Linked DNA regions of Mus musculus: regions 2, 3, 4 and 5 are each linked to region 1. A link is a contact called in public Hi-C and HiChIP or PLAC-seq data. All regions are on one chromosome and are shown on one strand. The core of a region is the stretch at or near the end of the contact, and the rest is flanking DNA. Distances in the headings are between cores, read along the strand shown.

Region 1 (2,872 bases), core at 141-2,640:
CCACACACACACATACAGAGTTACTGGCTCATTTGATTGCTGTTACTGTTGCTGTTTGCACGCAGCATCTCTCCTGTGAGTGAGTGAGGTGAATCTGGACCCTGACCTGGCCACCCTTACTTTCAGAGCTCTGAGCAGGTCTGTAGCAGATCCCAATTTGCAAGGCTGGTGAAGGAACAGAGGGTAAGAAGTGATTCCTGCGTCTGCCCTTTGCCCCCTCCGAGGTCACATTGCTTAATGAATCTAGCTGAAAAAAAAAAAAAAACAGTTGAGTGTTGGGAGAGTCGCAGCATCCATGTGTCTTCATAAAGTACCTGTCTCTATACAACAGGCCACTTTCTTCTAATAAAAAGCTCATAAGACAGGCAACTGGACGTGTGGATCTCCAAGCTTACAGAATGAACTCGAACTTGAAAGAGATCCAGCCCATAACGACATTTATTATTTTTAGAGCATTACCTAGTCATTTTGATTAATTCTCTTAGAGTACTTTTCCCTCAAGCTCCCTAGGGGGAGGAGGGTGTGTTGGGGGGAGGGGGGAGGTCTAACGAGACTGTAAAAATACAAATTTAACCTCGGTGAGGAGTTGACATGTTTAGAACTGTAACATGGCAAATCATTGTGAAATCTTCTAATGGGTGCCCGTCCCCTGCCAAACAAGCCCAGCACCCAAAGCACACAAAGAAATCATTGAAAGACACTGGACCGTGTCCAAAAGGCCAGGGCTAATGTTTCACCTAATCTCCCTCCTGGTCTCTCCTGCCTACTGCCGGCCCCACCCACAGGATCCGCACTGGAGAGCTCCCCGCAGCTGCTCCGGGGCATTTACACCCTCTCACCCCACAGCAGCAGGAGGAAAACCATTATGAAGCCAGCAATATAAAAGGGGAAAGATGCGTGGAGGGGGGAGGTGGGAGCTGATGGAGGCAGCGCCTGTTTTCTGGCAGGGTTGCTATGCTTGGGGTGGGGCCAGGAAGAAGGCCCAAATGGGGCCAGAGGTGACCCTGGTTCACGTTTCCTAGGACACTGCAACTTAGGGTAGAAGTGCCTAGGAGCTGGTAACAACAGGGCTTGTTTTTTGTTTTGTTAAGTTCAATTTGTTTCCAACTCTTCTTATCTTGGCTCTGTCTTGGGCATCACAGACTCCAGAGCTTTGCAGGCACAGGGTGGGGTAGGGTGGGGCTGAGTCATTCTTTCTTTCTTTTCTCTTAAAGGGATAGGACTAGGGACGCCTCTTTGAATGCCTGTGGTTTGCTCAGATGTGATGGCAGTCCTTAGTAAAATACTCCGACCAGGCAAGAGTTCTTTTTTCTCTTTGAGGGAGGCTTTCACAGAGATGGCCACCAACAAATTCTAAGGGCAGAAAGGATGTTTGCTGGGAGGACTTTGGACCTGTAAGATAACCCTGATGTTAATCATTATTTCAGCTGGCCAGAGCTGGCCTTGAACTTCTGGACTTGCTAAGTTGAATATGAAGAAATAAATCCAGTCCGGTTGGTTGTAGTGGATGTTTTTAATTCCAGCACTCAGAGGCCGAGGCAGGCTGATCTCTGCAAATTCCAGGACAGCCAGAGCTACACAAAGAAACCCTGTCTTGAAAAGCCAAAAATAAAAAAAAAAATAAAATAAAATAAAATAAAGAAATAGATCCCTTTTAAAAATGAGCATTGATGTAAATGTGAACCTCAGGATTTGTCAAAATTTGTCTGGGAAAAGTATTATGCTTAATATAGGGGCTGTCCAGGTTTGGGAGTCACAGGCCCAGCTGGAATCTCAGCTCCATCATTTCCAGGCCTGTGGCTGTGGCCCATATCTACAGCCTCAGTTCCCCATCTCTAGTAAGGGCAGTGATAGCCTCTGGCTCCCCAAGAGTTCCTTCAGCTGCTCCGGCATCTCAACAGATGTGTATGGCTTGTGCACCCTCCTCCAATCCACAGAGGACATGTGCGCTTCAGCCAGCAAGGAACAAAGGAAAAAAAGTTCAGCCCCTTCCTTGCAGCTTTGTATGGATCGAGAAGTAGCTTCAAACACACAGGACCCAGACACCCTAAGGCTCTTTCTCTTGTTTACTTATTTTTTTATTTTATTTTTCCATTCCATAGCCCTCACTGTGTGATAAGCGCCTTCTGAGCGCTTGACAGAGGTTGACTCCGCCCACCTTTCACCAGTTGCCTATGAAATGCACAGTCTGGGGATTCTTGTTTTGCAGGGGAGGAAACAAACACAGCTTATGGTCCAGGGACATGGCACAAGGGTCTCACCAGTCAAGACTTGAACCCAGGCAACCTAAGCCCTTGTCTTTGTGGGGATTGTGGGCAACTGTTTATTTGGTGAGGGCAACCAAAGGTCTCTCTGTATGAGATACCCAGGCTAGCTCTGCACAGCCTAGAAAATATTATTACTGAAGTTGTCAAAGTCTTCACTGATAAACATTCATAGCCAGAACCTCGGACCAGAAGGACCAGATGAGGTCAGCGGAACAGAGAAGCTGGTTCCCAGCCCTGTGGCTCGCTGCCCATCGCTCCACTCCCACCAGGAGGCGGCTGCAGCCTCTTCTCTGGTCTCCCCCTCAGCCTTTTGGCTCAGTTGACTGTGAATTTGCTGATGGTTGCAGCCTGAGTAGGTGGAGGGTGGCGGGAAGGAGAAAACATCGAAGGAGTCAAGGATAAAGGAAACAACTGGTTTTTAAATTCCAGTGGTTATAAAATCAGTAGCTGGCCATGGCAGACATTGCAAAAGTGGCAGATTTCGATCCTGTTTCCCAGACTCTGTCTCCCCATCCACTTTCCAGCTAGGTATGGTCAGTCACAGGACCCAAATCAGGCCTTTTGTCCTTTCCCTCCACCCCACCCCACCTCCTAGCAGTCCTTCT
Region 2 (2,872 bases), core at 181-2,680, 210 kb before region 1:
CTCCTGTTCTGGTGTATCCTGAATACAAGGCCAGGATCATCCTGCTTGAGGTAACTCTACATCCGCACGATCCTGGGTGGGGTGAGAGCAGTGACTGTCAGTCAGCTTCCTGATGTGCACTCCAGAACTCTGAAGAATAATTGTAAAGGAAGGGCAGGCTGCCCAACAGCGACCGAATGGATGACTGAGGAGTGGACGACTGGGGAAGGCCCTGGAGGGCTTGAGAGAACATGGAGCTCTATGGCTTACAGACACAAGTTGGTGGATGCAGTTGTGAGTTAAGCTTGCCTTCCGAGTGACACTGACCTTGGTCATGCAAGTTGCTGGGGCTCTAAAAGAAGAAAAGATTTTAGGAAAAAGAAAAAAAAACTTTTAAGAAATGCAACATTCAGCTGAAACTTGGAAGAGGAGTCTAAACATTACTTTGGCTCGTAGCTTAGTGCACGAAAGTAGAGTGAGAGACCAGTTCGCAGAAAAGGGTTAGTTTTGAAACTCTACTGTGTGTAAAAAAGACAGCCAGAAAGCAGCTCAAGTCAACCTCATGTGTAACCGCAGCATCAGAAAAACATGAGGCAGGGGCAGTTGGCAGGAGGCATGTCTATCTGTCTTCCATCAGTCTGTCTATCTATCTATCTATCTATCTATCTATCTATCTATCTATCTATCATCACTTAACTATTACAAATTTACCCCCATGAAAGCAATAGGGGCAGAAACCTGAGTTTTGTGGGTCTCTGTTATGGTAATCTTCATTCTCACCTTGGCCGGATTCAGAATTACATAGGAGCCACTCTGTGACTGTGTTCCCCAAAGGGCTAACTGAGAAGAAAATAGCCCTAAATGTGGGAAGCACCATCTCTTAGGGTCCTGGACTGAAAAGGCAAAGTGGGGGTGAGGTGGGGTGGGGTGGGGGAGGCTGAGCACCAGCTTCCATCTCTCTGCTTCTTGACCACGGTCTCCTGCCTTGCCTTTCCTGCCACAACAGATCGCATGCTTCCCTACCAATGAACTTTTCTTCTTAGGTTTCTTTTGTTAGGGAGTCTATCAGAGCAATGAGAAACATAACAGTCTCCTGATGTCATTTTAAGTGTTATCTACAACAGGGAGAACTCTGCTGTCCCCCTCAATGACTAAGTCAGGCTTACAACTTCTGGGTTGGGTTGAGGCAATTAAAAAAAAAAAAGCCTTTGAATTGGAAAAAAAAAGCCTTCTTTCAGATTTTAGCTTTTCAAGTCTAAAGTAATAGTTAAACACCGAACCGGAGTTAACCTTAAATCTTCTCTTTTCTCTCTTGGCATTGACTCCCTCCTCCTGGAAGTCTGCCCTGGGAAGCTTGCTCCTCCTCCTCCCCTCTCTCAGCTCACCTCCTCCCCTTGCTGGGCGCCATTCCCCTGCATGCCTGGAACGCAGCCCAGCGAGGAGAGCGGTGACAGAACAAGAGTCTTCTCTCACGTGTCAGGGTGGCCCAAGCCTTTTGGGCTGGGCAGCTGGCCTCCCTGGAGAGACCTGGCAGCCCATGAAAGCTGACCCTGTCAGAGGCCTCCAGCCGGGCAGCTTTCTCTGTCTATCCCCTGACTTGGGCTGAAGAGTCTCTGTGCCTCAGGGTGGCCTTATGTGACTCCTTCCCCAGCTGCAGGGATTCTTATGGGCTAAAAACCAGCCTCTTTCCATTGAGGTCTTCTGTTCAGGCCCACAGGTCCCAAGGCCATGGTGGCCTTACCAGTGACCTTTCCCACGGGGACCCATATCTGATGTGGGGACGTCTCTTGCTCTGTCACCAGTGGTCATCACTAACATTTGAATGTCACATTACCCATCACTGTCCTATGACCACATCTACTATCTAGTGACATTAATGTTCACCGCCACCTGCAGGACAGGTGAATCTGGCAAGCTGTATCTGTGACATTGGCTCTAAACTTCTGCCTGCCGTTTGTACACCATGAGACACCACATGGATGTTTCACTTACCACTGACTCTGTTGCAGAAGCAGAAACCAGGAGAGTGAGCCTTTATAGACCAGGAAGAACTTACCATGAGGCTTTGAGCAGTTCAGGAGTATCTCTGGGTCTCAGTTTTCCCAACTAGCAAATGGGGTGGACTTGTTATCATCTGGGTCGTTTCTCACACTAAAATTCCATGACCTAACCCAGCTCTAGCATAAAGAATGGCATGGAGGGGTGTGGAACTAGAGGATGAAAGGACTGCATAGGATCGTGGCCACAGCCAGGCTCAGAGAGACTGGTATAAATGCCCCTGAAATCTTTAACATGACAAAAGGTTAAGTACATACTTAAAATGCCTTGAAATCTAGGTCTTTGATAATTGCTTCTTTTTAGCTCTAAAGAGAAGGCTCAATAACAGGAGAGGCTTCAGCACATTGTTTCAAGCGAGACCCTTAAAACATTTGCTCTTCTGACTCATTAACTCCGCACCAGAAATAGATTCAAAGAACCCATCAGAAGCATACACAAAGATTTATTCACAGGAGTGTGATTCATGGTCATCTTCATGGTAGTATAAACTACAAGCTACTCCTTTTATTCCATCTGTGCTCACAGGATACATCCTCAGAGAGGGTTTCCAACTGCACCTGCGTCAGGTCTGGGGAGATGGCTCTGTTGGCAACCTGCTTGCTGTATAAGTGTGAGGACAGGAATTTGGTCCCCTAGAGCACATGTTAAAAACAAAATGAGCTAGGTGAGTGTAATGGTGCCAACCTCTAATCCCAGAACTCAGGAGGCAGAGGTAAGCAGATCTCTGTGAGTTCAAGGTCACTTTGGTCTACATAGAGTGCTCCAGGACAGCCCAGACTACGGAGAGATCTTGTCTTGAAAGAAAGAAAGAAAGAAAGAAAGAAAGAAAGAAAGA
Region 3 (2,872 bases), core at 241-2,740, 170 kb after region 1:
CTGTGGCTCCTGACTAATGCCACTCATGACTCCTCACTGAATGACAGTAGATGACAAACTGAGAAAGAAAGCTGGCATGCCTGAGCACCCGGGCCTGATGCTCAGGCTCAGCAAAGCAAAAGCAAAACAAAGCCAACCCACCGCATGGTCCAGCACCTGTAGCCCCAGCTACTCAGGAGGCTGAGACAGAAGGATTGCATATTAGAGTCTGAGACCATACCAGGGAGTGGTGGCAAACACTTTTAATCCCAGCATTTGGGAGGCAGAGGCAGGCAGGTCTCTGTGAGTTTGAGGCCAGCCTGGTCTACAGAGTGAGTTCCAGGACAGCCAGGGCTACCCAGAGAAACCTCAAATACACAAACAAAGAAACAAACAAACAACAAAAGTCTGAGGCTAGGTAGACAACATTGCAAGACCATGTCTGCTGAAACAACAACCAAACCACACTAATACCGAAACAAACAAGGTTCTATCCCCTCTCCTAGGGGACATAACACTGGAATAGGAGAACATAGCACATAGTTGTTTAACTGTAGTTTTGTTTGTTTATTTGTTTTTCTCTAAAGAAAGTAGTTTAGAGGTTAGAAAAATGGCTTACATGACACCTTGAGTTCTGTCCCCAGGACCCACATCAGGTGACTCACAACCCCCTGACCCACACTTCTAACATTTTTGGGTACCTATACATACAAGCCATATACTCACATAGACTCACATTAATTAATTAATTAGTTAATTAATTAAGATTAAATACATTTGAAAATATTTAAAAAGAGTGGAGCTTATGATGGACCTATGATGGTAGTGTTAACTTCTGTCAATTTATCATTTATGTAGGAAACACCAAAACCATAAAGTCATATATTGAGTATGTCACATATAATACACATGGTACAGAGATGGATCAATGACCTGAGCTTGTCTAATTAGCCTCAGTTGAATTATAATATCTCTAATCTTCCCTACTCCATTACAAGGTGATACACTGATATTCAATATAAGCCCATACACACATATATGCTTATGTAATATAAGCATACGTGTGCATTTATATATGTGTATCACATTGAAACCACCTGATACCTCCAAGTCTCCCCTTCAGCTGAACAAGTTAGTTCACTGGGCATTCAGGGAACAGATCCTGAGCCCTCTTGGGCCACACACATTGTTTGCTCAACCTGTAAACATGTAATTATTTAACTTGCCTTCTAAAATAGCACCACGCCCTGGATATGATGCAAACTCCAGCATTACAAGATAAGTTCTGTCTCAAGTTTCTGCTCGTTAACAGTGCCTGAAGTATTTGCTCATAGGCTCGGGGGCCGAGGCAGAAGTAAACAGTCAGGCCAGCACTACAGGGATGCCCGGGTTACAAAACCCACTTTCTTCTATTGTGAAATCAATGAATGAAGTTCAGAGGGACTCCTGGACAGATGGCTTCATCCCACACCACACTGGTCAAAAGACACCTCTGGCCACCTTCCTGACCCCAATACCCAGGTCATTCTCCCTGCCCCTGGTATCCGTGGCAAGCCTGGGCAACCTCCCAGCAGGGCCTCTTCTATTGCATGTCTTTTGTCTGCATCCGGTCCAATGGATGACATCAACCTGCTTTCCTCCAATAGGCATTGCTCTCCAAGGGCCTTCACATGGGGGGTTGACCTGCCTGGACTTTCTGATCTTTAAAACTACAAAAATCACCCCCCCCCTTTTTTGGTGTGGCTCCTTCTCTAATTAAACAAAACACAATGTCCTGGACATGAGCCTCTGTACTTTGGTACCATCTGATTTTGGGTATCTTGCCTCCTCCCCCACTACCTCAAATATACTCAGTACCAGGTGATACAATGGAGTGGTCAAGAGCAAAACCCAGAGTACTAGAGGGAGAGAGTTGGACACTTGGCATTTGCTTTCTTCCCTTGCATTTGACAGATGGATGGGTGGACGGGTGGCTGGATTGATGGAAGAATGCTTTGCTAAGGTGTTTAGACCAGTGCCCGGAGGACAGTAAGTCCTATTGTATGTGACATTAGATGTTGGTTCCCATCTGCTTCAAGGTTTGGGAGACCATAAGGAGATGGGGGCTCTCTCTGTGGTAATCAGAGAAGGTGTGCTTTAGCGGCTACAGATATACTATACTGGCCAGTTGTCCCCTTAAGGAATGTGGCCCAATGTGACCAGTTCTTCCTGTTTTCAAGTGGCAAAATCCTAATCTCTAGATTAAAAAAGAGAGAGAGAAAGATCTTATTTGTATTATGTGTGTGTGCATATGCAAAGGTCCTCAGAGGTTGGATCCCCTGGGGCTAGAGTTACAGGTATTCATGAGTTGCCTTGCCTGTTGTGGGTGTAAGGATCCAGACTCCAGTCCTCTACAAGAGTAGCAATCACTTTTAACCCCATCTCTCCAGCCTCCTGATCGCTAGACTTTAAATAGTTGGTTTCCACTTTAAAATATTAGTATTAAGAGCTGAGGAACTTGTCCTGTAAAGTGCTTGCTGTATAAGCATATTTTCACACACACACACACACACACACACGCCCATATCCACATCAAAAACTAGCACCATGATGTGCATCTGCAAGTCCCTTGCTGGGGAGTCAGAGATGGTTCCCTGCTGCTCTCTGAACAACCAACCTAGCCTAAGTGTAAGTCTCTGAGAAATTATACCCAAGACTGACCTCTGGCCTCCATATACAAACACACAGAGAATATTAGTGCCCCAGCCAAGGAAGGTACATCTAAAGGCAAACAGAGCCCTTTAGTTTCCACAGTGTGGCCTCTGGCATGGCTGGATCTATGATGTCAGTATTACTACTTTTCTGTTTATTGTTTGTGCTTATTCCTCAGTGAACAACCTGTGCTGGATAGTTT
Region 4 (2,872 bases), core at 145-2,644, 170 kb before region 1:
TCAGTTGGGGATCTCTGAGGCTTTAATCTCATGCACAGCATAAAATGTAAAACACAGTCAAAATATTAGTTGTATCCTAGCCATTGAAATCACTAACAATGGGAGGGACCTAGCACTGCAAAGAATCGAACAGCTAAAATGTTAATGTTTCAGGGCCAATACATTTATAATATTGTATAGTGGGTTTTTTTTTGTTTGTTTTTGTTTTAGTTTTTTCTAACATTTTGGATATAAGAATGTCTTTCAACACCTCGTGCTTTATAATCAGCATTAGCTATTTCCAGTGCTTATTTCCCTTCCCAACCTCATACTCAGAGTGTTTGTAGGTAAAGATGGGCTATCGAGTTTACTTGCTGTGGGTGTTGGAAGTCCTGAGTGTCACAGGCAGGCTGTAGGGTCAGTGGCAGTAACTGGGACTAGGGTTGTCTGGTCATTGTGTGGAACACCGGTGTGGACAGCTTAGCATTGTGAGAGGGAAGGAATCTGATGGGGGTCTGGCCTGTGGCCATATATTCTCTGAGTTGCTGATTTAGGAGGCCTAAGTGGAGGAGGCTCAGCGTGCTGCGTACACCTTCTTCATCCCTGGGTGCTACACCCCTGCCTCCTGGTTGCTTTCTGGACACAATGGCTCCTTCTAAGCCATTCTTAACTTGGAGTTCACTATATGGAAGCCATATGGCATGCCTAAAGCCATGCCTTGTGTTCATATGACATTTATATCTTCTTTCCTGAACATTCTTACAAATCATTGTTTTATGTGAGTGAGTGCTTTGCCTACATGTGCGTTCCCACAGAGGCCAGACAAGAGTGTTGGGTCCCCCAAAACTGGAGTTAGAGATGGTGTGGGTTACCATGTAGATGCTGAGACTCAAACCTAGATCCTTGGGAAGAAAGCTGGTGCTCTTAACTGCTGCACCATCTCGCCAGCCCCGTTCCCCCAAATTTTTAAATAGCGTCTGTAGAACCCCTCAGCATGGTCATGACTTAATTTGGATGTAACATTTTCGGCTGCTGTCACGTGACAGTCTCTCCCTCGGGCCCATGGACGAGCGGCGTCCACGAGTATAGGATAATATTATGACAAGGAAGTTAAAAGCACAGGAAATGAAAACAATATAGTAGCCTGTTCTGAAGATCCCGAGCAGGACTGACTTCAGAGCCGTTAGGGTCTATTTGTAAAAGCATAGGCTGTCCAAGCACAAAACAATCAGTGCAGAAACCCATAACTGCCACGCCCAGAAAGCAGCATGCCCGGAAGGGTAGGAGGAAGCCTTTGGACTCTTTCCTGAAGTGGGCCTGTGCTGGAGGGACGAAGGCTGTAGATGGTGCAGAGGTTGTGTTTGGCTGGCTGAATTCCAGCACAGCTGAGGGCTAGTTAGACTCTGTAAAGGTTTCTTTCTCCTTCGCTTCCTCTTACTGGGTGCTGGCTTAGCACATGTTGTGAGGGTATTTATTTTTGACTCGATGGTAACTGTTTCAGGAAGTCTGAGGATGTGAACAAGATTGACAGCTGTAGAAAGTTCCAGGAAACATACCAACCAGGCACGTTCTTGGGGTTATAGGATGTGCCATACCAAAGAGGCTGTAGGGGGTCTCATCAAAAACAAGCAAATGAACAAAACAAGACTGAAGTGGTTTACAAAGCAATAACAGAATCCAGAGTGTCTAAATAATGGTCCCTATAGGAGGAGCATCTTGGAATTTTAGAAGCATTGGCTACACACAGCAAATATTCCCTCCACAATGGAGTAAACAGAGTTAAGCAGAGGCCGGATGTTTTTGGAGGAGTTTATAGTCAGTATATTGGTTTGCTGGTTAGTTTTGTCACCAGCTTGACACAACCTAGTTGAAGAGTTGCAAAATCAGCCTGGCCGGTGGACTTTATTTCAGTTGCTAATTGCTTGCTATAGATGGGGCCAAATTATCTTCCCGAGGTAAGAGGTCCTGGACTGCAGAAGAAAACTAGCTAAGCATGAGCCTGTGAGCAAACCAGAGAACAAGCTAGAAAGCAGCGTCACTCCATGGACTCTGCTTCAAGCTCCTGCGCTGAGCTCCTCGCCCCGACCTCCCTGGATGGGGCTGGGATCTCTGAGATGAAATTAGCTCTTTTTTTTCTCACCTAGAGGTGTGTCTCCTTGCTGCCCTAAGTCCTGTCAAGATGATAATGAAGATTAACCATCACTTTTGCCCCGTCTCTGTAGAACATCAGCTACCTAGCTCTAAAATCTATTCTATAGACTGAGATTTCCTTGGCTGTTGAGGAAACCGCGACCCACCGAGGAGCTGGGATTTGCAGCAGAGAGGCTACAGCAGTACATACCAGAGGTAAGATGTTAACCAGTTCTCTCCTTCCTAGCCTCCTTCCTCCACACCCAGAAGAGGGGTGAATGTCAGCTGATTCTAGCCTGGTGTGCTCTGCAGACACATCCTAGGGATGGAAATGTGGAGGACTCTGGGAAGCCCAGGCCCACAGGAACTGCAAAGGTGAGACTGGAGTGATAAGCCATGCTTGTTGCTCCTGATTGCAGAGAGTAACTCGTAGAGAGAAAGGCTTGTTTGGGTATACAGTTGGGGAGATTTCAGTCATGACTGGTTGACAATGAGGTCAATCATGGTGGTGTCTGATGGGAGCAAAGACATCCACCCCACAGAAGGGATGCAAACAAGAGACAAAGGTCCTATGTTTCTATTCAAGGCCTACAATAACTGGTTTCTATCTCTCCATCCTCTTTCAACATCACCATGTTGGGGGACAAAGCCTTTAACACAGCAGTTCTCAACCTGTGGGGTGTGACCCCTGAGGGACTAAGACCATCAGAAAACACAGATGTTTACACTATGATCCGTAACAGTAGCAAAATCACACTTATGT
Region 5 (2,872 bases), core at 176-2,675, 140 kb before region 1:
TGACAGGAAGAGGGCAGGCAAGATGAAGTATCAAAACCCTTTCAGCCCTGCCATAGCTAATGGGCCCCTTAGTTCCTGAAGCTGATGAAATGGAAGCTGGTCCCCCTGCCACACACTTGCTAAAGGAAACTTTTGGAGGGAGAATTGCTTTTGTATATTCTTGTACAGAAGATCTTTTGGGACATCATGACCTGTTGAAGATAAGACCCCAGTAGGAACTGGCACATCCTCCATTGGGGACACATTCCTCAGGCCCTGTGTTGCAGGAGGCCATCGTGACATGCCAGCACTTTCTGCGGCTTCCTTCCCACAACCTTATGGGAGTCTGCTTTGCCCACAGATGTGTGCTTGCCGTCTAGCTCGGTGTCTGGCACATGGGAGGAGTTCAACAAATATTTGTTAAGTGAATACATGGAAAATACTGGAACACTAAAAGTCTGCTCTTGCCAGGAGAATTTCAAAGCCCTTTTATATTAACAAATGTAAGAACTCCAAAATCGCCGAGCATTTGTGGATCTGAGAGGAAGGGAGGCTGGGTGCCCACAGGGTTTTGGCAGCAGTGTTGAATGTCTGGGAGCAGAGGTGGCAGGTGTGGTGGCCAGCCCAGCCCTGCAGTGGCATTAGCCTGGGGCTGGTCAGATGCTGTAGTGTATCCATCAGAATTTTAGTGAGGAGCTGATGGCATGTTCACGCTGGCTCAGTTCAGGAGGGTTTAAAGGATGTCTTATAAGAATGACCAGGGTGTAGTAAAGCCACCAGAGGGTGGAAGAAAGTCTGAGTGATATCCAATAGGGCTCTTACCATCCCCGGGGCTGAGAAGGATGGAGTGGATTTGGGGGCTTGGGGGAGGGGCTGCCTTGTAAAGAAGCAATGGCCATCCTGTAACAACATTTATAGAGGACCCTAAGAGAGCTCTCCCTGACTCACTTCCTATCTCAAGGTTTCCTGTTGTGCTTACCCAACAAGGTTCCTAAACCCGGTGGAGTCCAGTTGTAGCAAGTCATCCAGGGCATCTATGGGTGGGGAAGGGGGATCAGGGGTGTGACAGGGATGCAGGCCCTGCAGGAGATTCTGACTGCAGAGTACAGCTCGTGAAGTCACTATTGGTCACGTGAACTGAAATTAGAAAGCACAGAAGTGTCAGGATGCGTAGGGCTGAAACTGACGCAGGGTGGAGTGCCGGGCGGGGCTGGGAGCTCACTCACTCAGGGTGCACACACTTCATCCTTATTAATGATCTGTATGATACGATCGTCTTGCGGGAGATTGGCCAGGATGATCAGATGACAAGGTGTTACAACCCCTTGGAGAGAGAAACTAATGAAAGACTTGTCAGTGGAAAATGCCCCTGGACTTAAGGACAGGATCTAACAGATGAGAGCTGGCAGCGTGGGGCAGTGTGATTCAAAGCACACACATCTTTCAGGAGGCAGAAAACAGGAAGGGCAAGCTGTAAGCATCCATGGGTAAGACAGAGGGGAACTGGGCACGAGAAGCGCCAAGCTTGCTGGGGATTTTGATAGAAGAAAAAAAAAAAAATCTGTGCTGGGTGATTCATTCAAAGAGTGCACCTGTTTGCCTGGCGACCTTGGGGTTAATGACTCAGGCCTGAGAAAGAAGGACACAGAATTCAATCTACATAATGTAGGATGTCCTAATGAAGGTCACTCAGAAAACTCAAAGTAGATGGATAACTTCCTGGAACAAAACTAAAATAGACATTTCCCTTTCTGTTTATTCGTTGAACAGAGTCTTGCTGTATAGCTCCGGCTGGCTTGGAACCCCCATGATTTTCCTGTCTCAAGCTCCCAAATGCTGGGATGACAGAAGTGAGCCATCACTTCGGTTTCTTCCACATTTTTACCACTCTCATTGACTTGCAATTTGACTTCAAAGACTGTAAGCTACAGGACGAGCCTCTAAGCTATGCCTGAAAAGACATCTCCTTAGCCAGGCCTTTGTGACACACCCCTTTGATCTCAGTACTTGGGAGGCTGAGATAGATGGATCTCTGAGTTCAAGGCCAGCCTGCTCTACAGAGGAAGTTCTAGGACAGCCAGGGCTACACAGAGAAATGCTGTCTCAAAAATAAAAGTAAAAAAATTAAAAAGAGAGAAGAAAAGATACTCCTTGTAAAATCTGTTGTAATGGCTCCAAGATACAAGTGGCCCGCAAACTGAGTGCAAAAAAGTAGTTAAAAAACAAAACAAAAGTGCTGACTGTTAAAAACTAAATGTTATAAAGAATTTTAATAACATGTTAAATGTGTTTTGAGATATGCAAGTCTACCATCTCATTCTAGTTACATGCATGCACACATGCATGAACATGCATGCATAGAGGCATACATGCGCACACACACACACACACACACACACGAACACACACCAAAGTGGATGTGTAAGATCACCATGAAATCATTAAAGATGATCAAACATGATTTAGAAATGATGCCAATTTTTGTCTGTCTTTCCTTCCTCTTTGCTTCCTTCCTTTTCTCTTCCTGTCATTTCTTTCCTCTCCATTCTCTCTTTTAAAACAAACAAACAAAAAGGTCTCATGTAGTTCAGGCCAGCCTGGAGCAAAGGCTGGCTTTGAACCTCTAATCCTCTTGCCTTCGACTACCAAGTGCTGGTATTACAGGCAATAATACCCCTATGCCTGGTTGTCCCCACCCCACCCCCCCGCCCTTATTAACACTCCCTAAATCTCTACAGTGGCCGCACAATCCTTTGTAGCATGAGAGTCACCTGTTCTAATCCCCAGTCTTTTCTCATCTCTCTTGCAAAACATAATAAGCTCAGACATTGTGCTGAATAGTTGGGAACAAGACAGATACACAGAGGTGCTCAGAGAGCATTAGGCAAATGAC

What was found. Hi-C and Micro-C count contacts between places; a contact is called where the count stands out from the background. HiChIP or PLAC-seq counts read pairs in DNA pulled down with a chosen protein or histone mark.
Region 2: a contact with region 1 is called in a Hi-C map of uterus, with 2.6 times the contacts expected there. The contact joins two enhancer-like sites. A contact is called at or near these places in 9 of 484 Hi-C or Micro-C datasets (embryonic stem cells, muscle stem cells, pancreatic cancer cells and 3 more), 2 of 115 datasets of contacts at active chromatin or transcription factors (embryonic stem cells and pancreatic cancer cells) and 1 of 9 other capture datasets (embryonic stem cells).
Region 3: a Hi-C map of liver shows a contact between it and region 1, with 3 times the contacts expected there. The contact joins two enhancer-like sites. A contact is called at or near these places in 1 of 15 datasets of contacts at CTCF or cohesin (the NIH/3T3 cell line), 11 of 484 Hi-C or Micro-C datasets (the N1E-115 cell line, bone marrow-derived macrophages, liver and 3 more), 2 of 115 datasets of contacts at active chromatin or transcription factors (embryonic stem cells and pancreatic cancer cells) and 1 of 9 other capture datasets (embryonic stem cells).
Region 4: an H3K27ac HiChIP or PLAC-seq map of embryonic stem cells shows a contact between it and region 1, with 8 read pairs. The contact joins two enhancer-like sites. A contact is called at or near these places in 1 of 484 Hi-C or Micro-C datasets (nephron progenitors), 4 of 115 datasets of contacts at active chromatin or transcription factors (embryonic stem cells, intestinal crypt epithelium, intestinal villus epithelium and 1 more) and 1 of 9 other capture datasets (embryonic stem cells).
Region 5: a contact with region 1 is called in a Hi-C map of myocytes, with 2.5 times the contacts expected there. The contact joins two enhancer-like sites. A contact is called at or near these places in 1 of 15 datasets of contacts at CTCF or cohesin (the NIH/3T3 cell line), 4 of 484 Hi-C or Micro-C datasets (embryonic stem cells and myocytes) and 2 of 115 datasets of contacts at active chromatin or transcription factors (embryonic stem cells and pancreatic cancer cells).

What each region holds. Positions count from the first base shown.
Region 1 is chr5:64,579,106-64,581,977 of GRCm38.p6, forward strand. No RefSeq gene overlaps it. Among named protein-coding and RNA genes, the nearest start is that of Gm3716, 30 kb to the right of the region's middle. Within about 2 kb of position 1,391, at least 188 of the 459 cell types and tissues checked have an H3K27ac peak or open chromatin away from gene starts, as enhancers often do. A contact at or near this core is called in embryonic stem cells, intestinal crypt epithelium, intestinal villus epithelium and 5 more, where this site is marked.
Region 2 is chr5:64,366,206-64,369,077 of GRCm38.p6, forward strand. No RefSeq gene overlaps it. Among named protein-coding and RNA genes, the nearest start is that of Gm43837, 10 kb to the right of the region's middle. Within about 2 kb of position 1,431, at least 85 of the 459 cell types and tissues checked have an H3K27ac peak or open chromatin away from gene starts, as enhancers often do. A contact at or near this core is called in muscle stem cells, pancreatic cancer cells and uterus, where this site is marked.
Region 3 is chr5:64,751,996-64,754,867 of GRCm38.p6, forward strand. No RefSeq gene overlaps it. Among named protein-coding and RNA genes, the nearest start is that of Klf3, 50 kb to the right of the region's middle. Within about 2 kb of position 1,491, at least 32 of the 459 cell types and tissues checked have an H3K27ac peak or open chromatin away from gene starts, as enhancers often do. A contact at or near this core is called in liver and pancreatic cancer cells, where this site is marked.
Region 4 is chr5:64,409,492-64,412,363 of GRCm38.p6, forward strand. No RefSeq gene overlaps it. Among named protein-coding and RNA genes, the nearest start is that of Gm43837, 33 kb to the left of the region's middle. Within about 2 kb of position 1,395, at least 66 of the 459 cell types and tissues checked have an H3K27ac peak or open chromatin away from gene starts, as enhancers often do. A contact at or near this core is called in embryonic stem cells, intestinal crypt epithelium and intestinal villus epithelium, where this site is marked.
Region 5 is chr5:64,437,431-64,440,302 of GRCm38.p6, forward strand. No RefSeq gene overlaps it. Among named protein-coding and RNA genes, the nearest start is that of Gm31363, 13 kb to the right of the region's middle. Within about 2 kb of position 1,426, at least 52 of the 459 cell types and tissues checked have an H3K27ac peak or open chromatin away from gene starts, as enhancers often do. A contact at or near this core is called in myocytes, where this site is marked.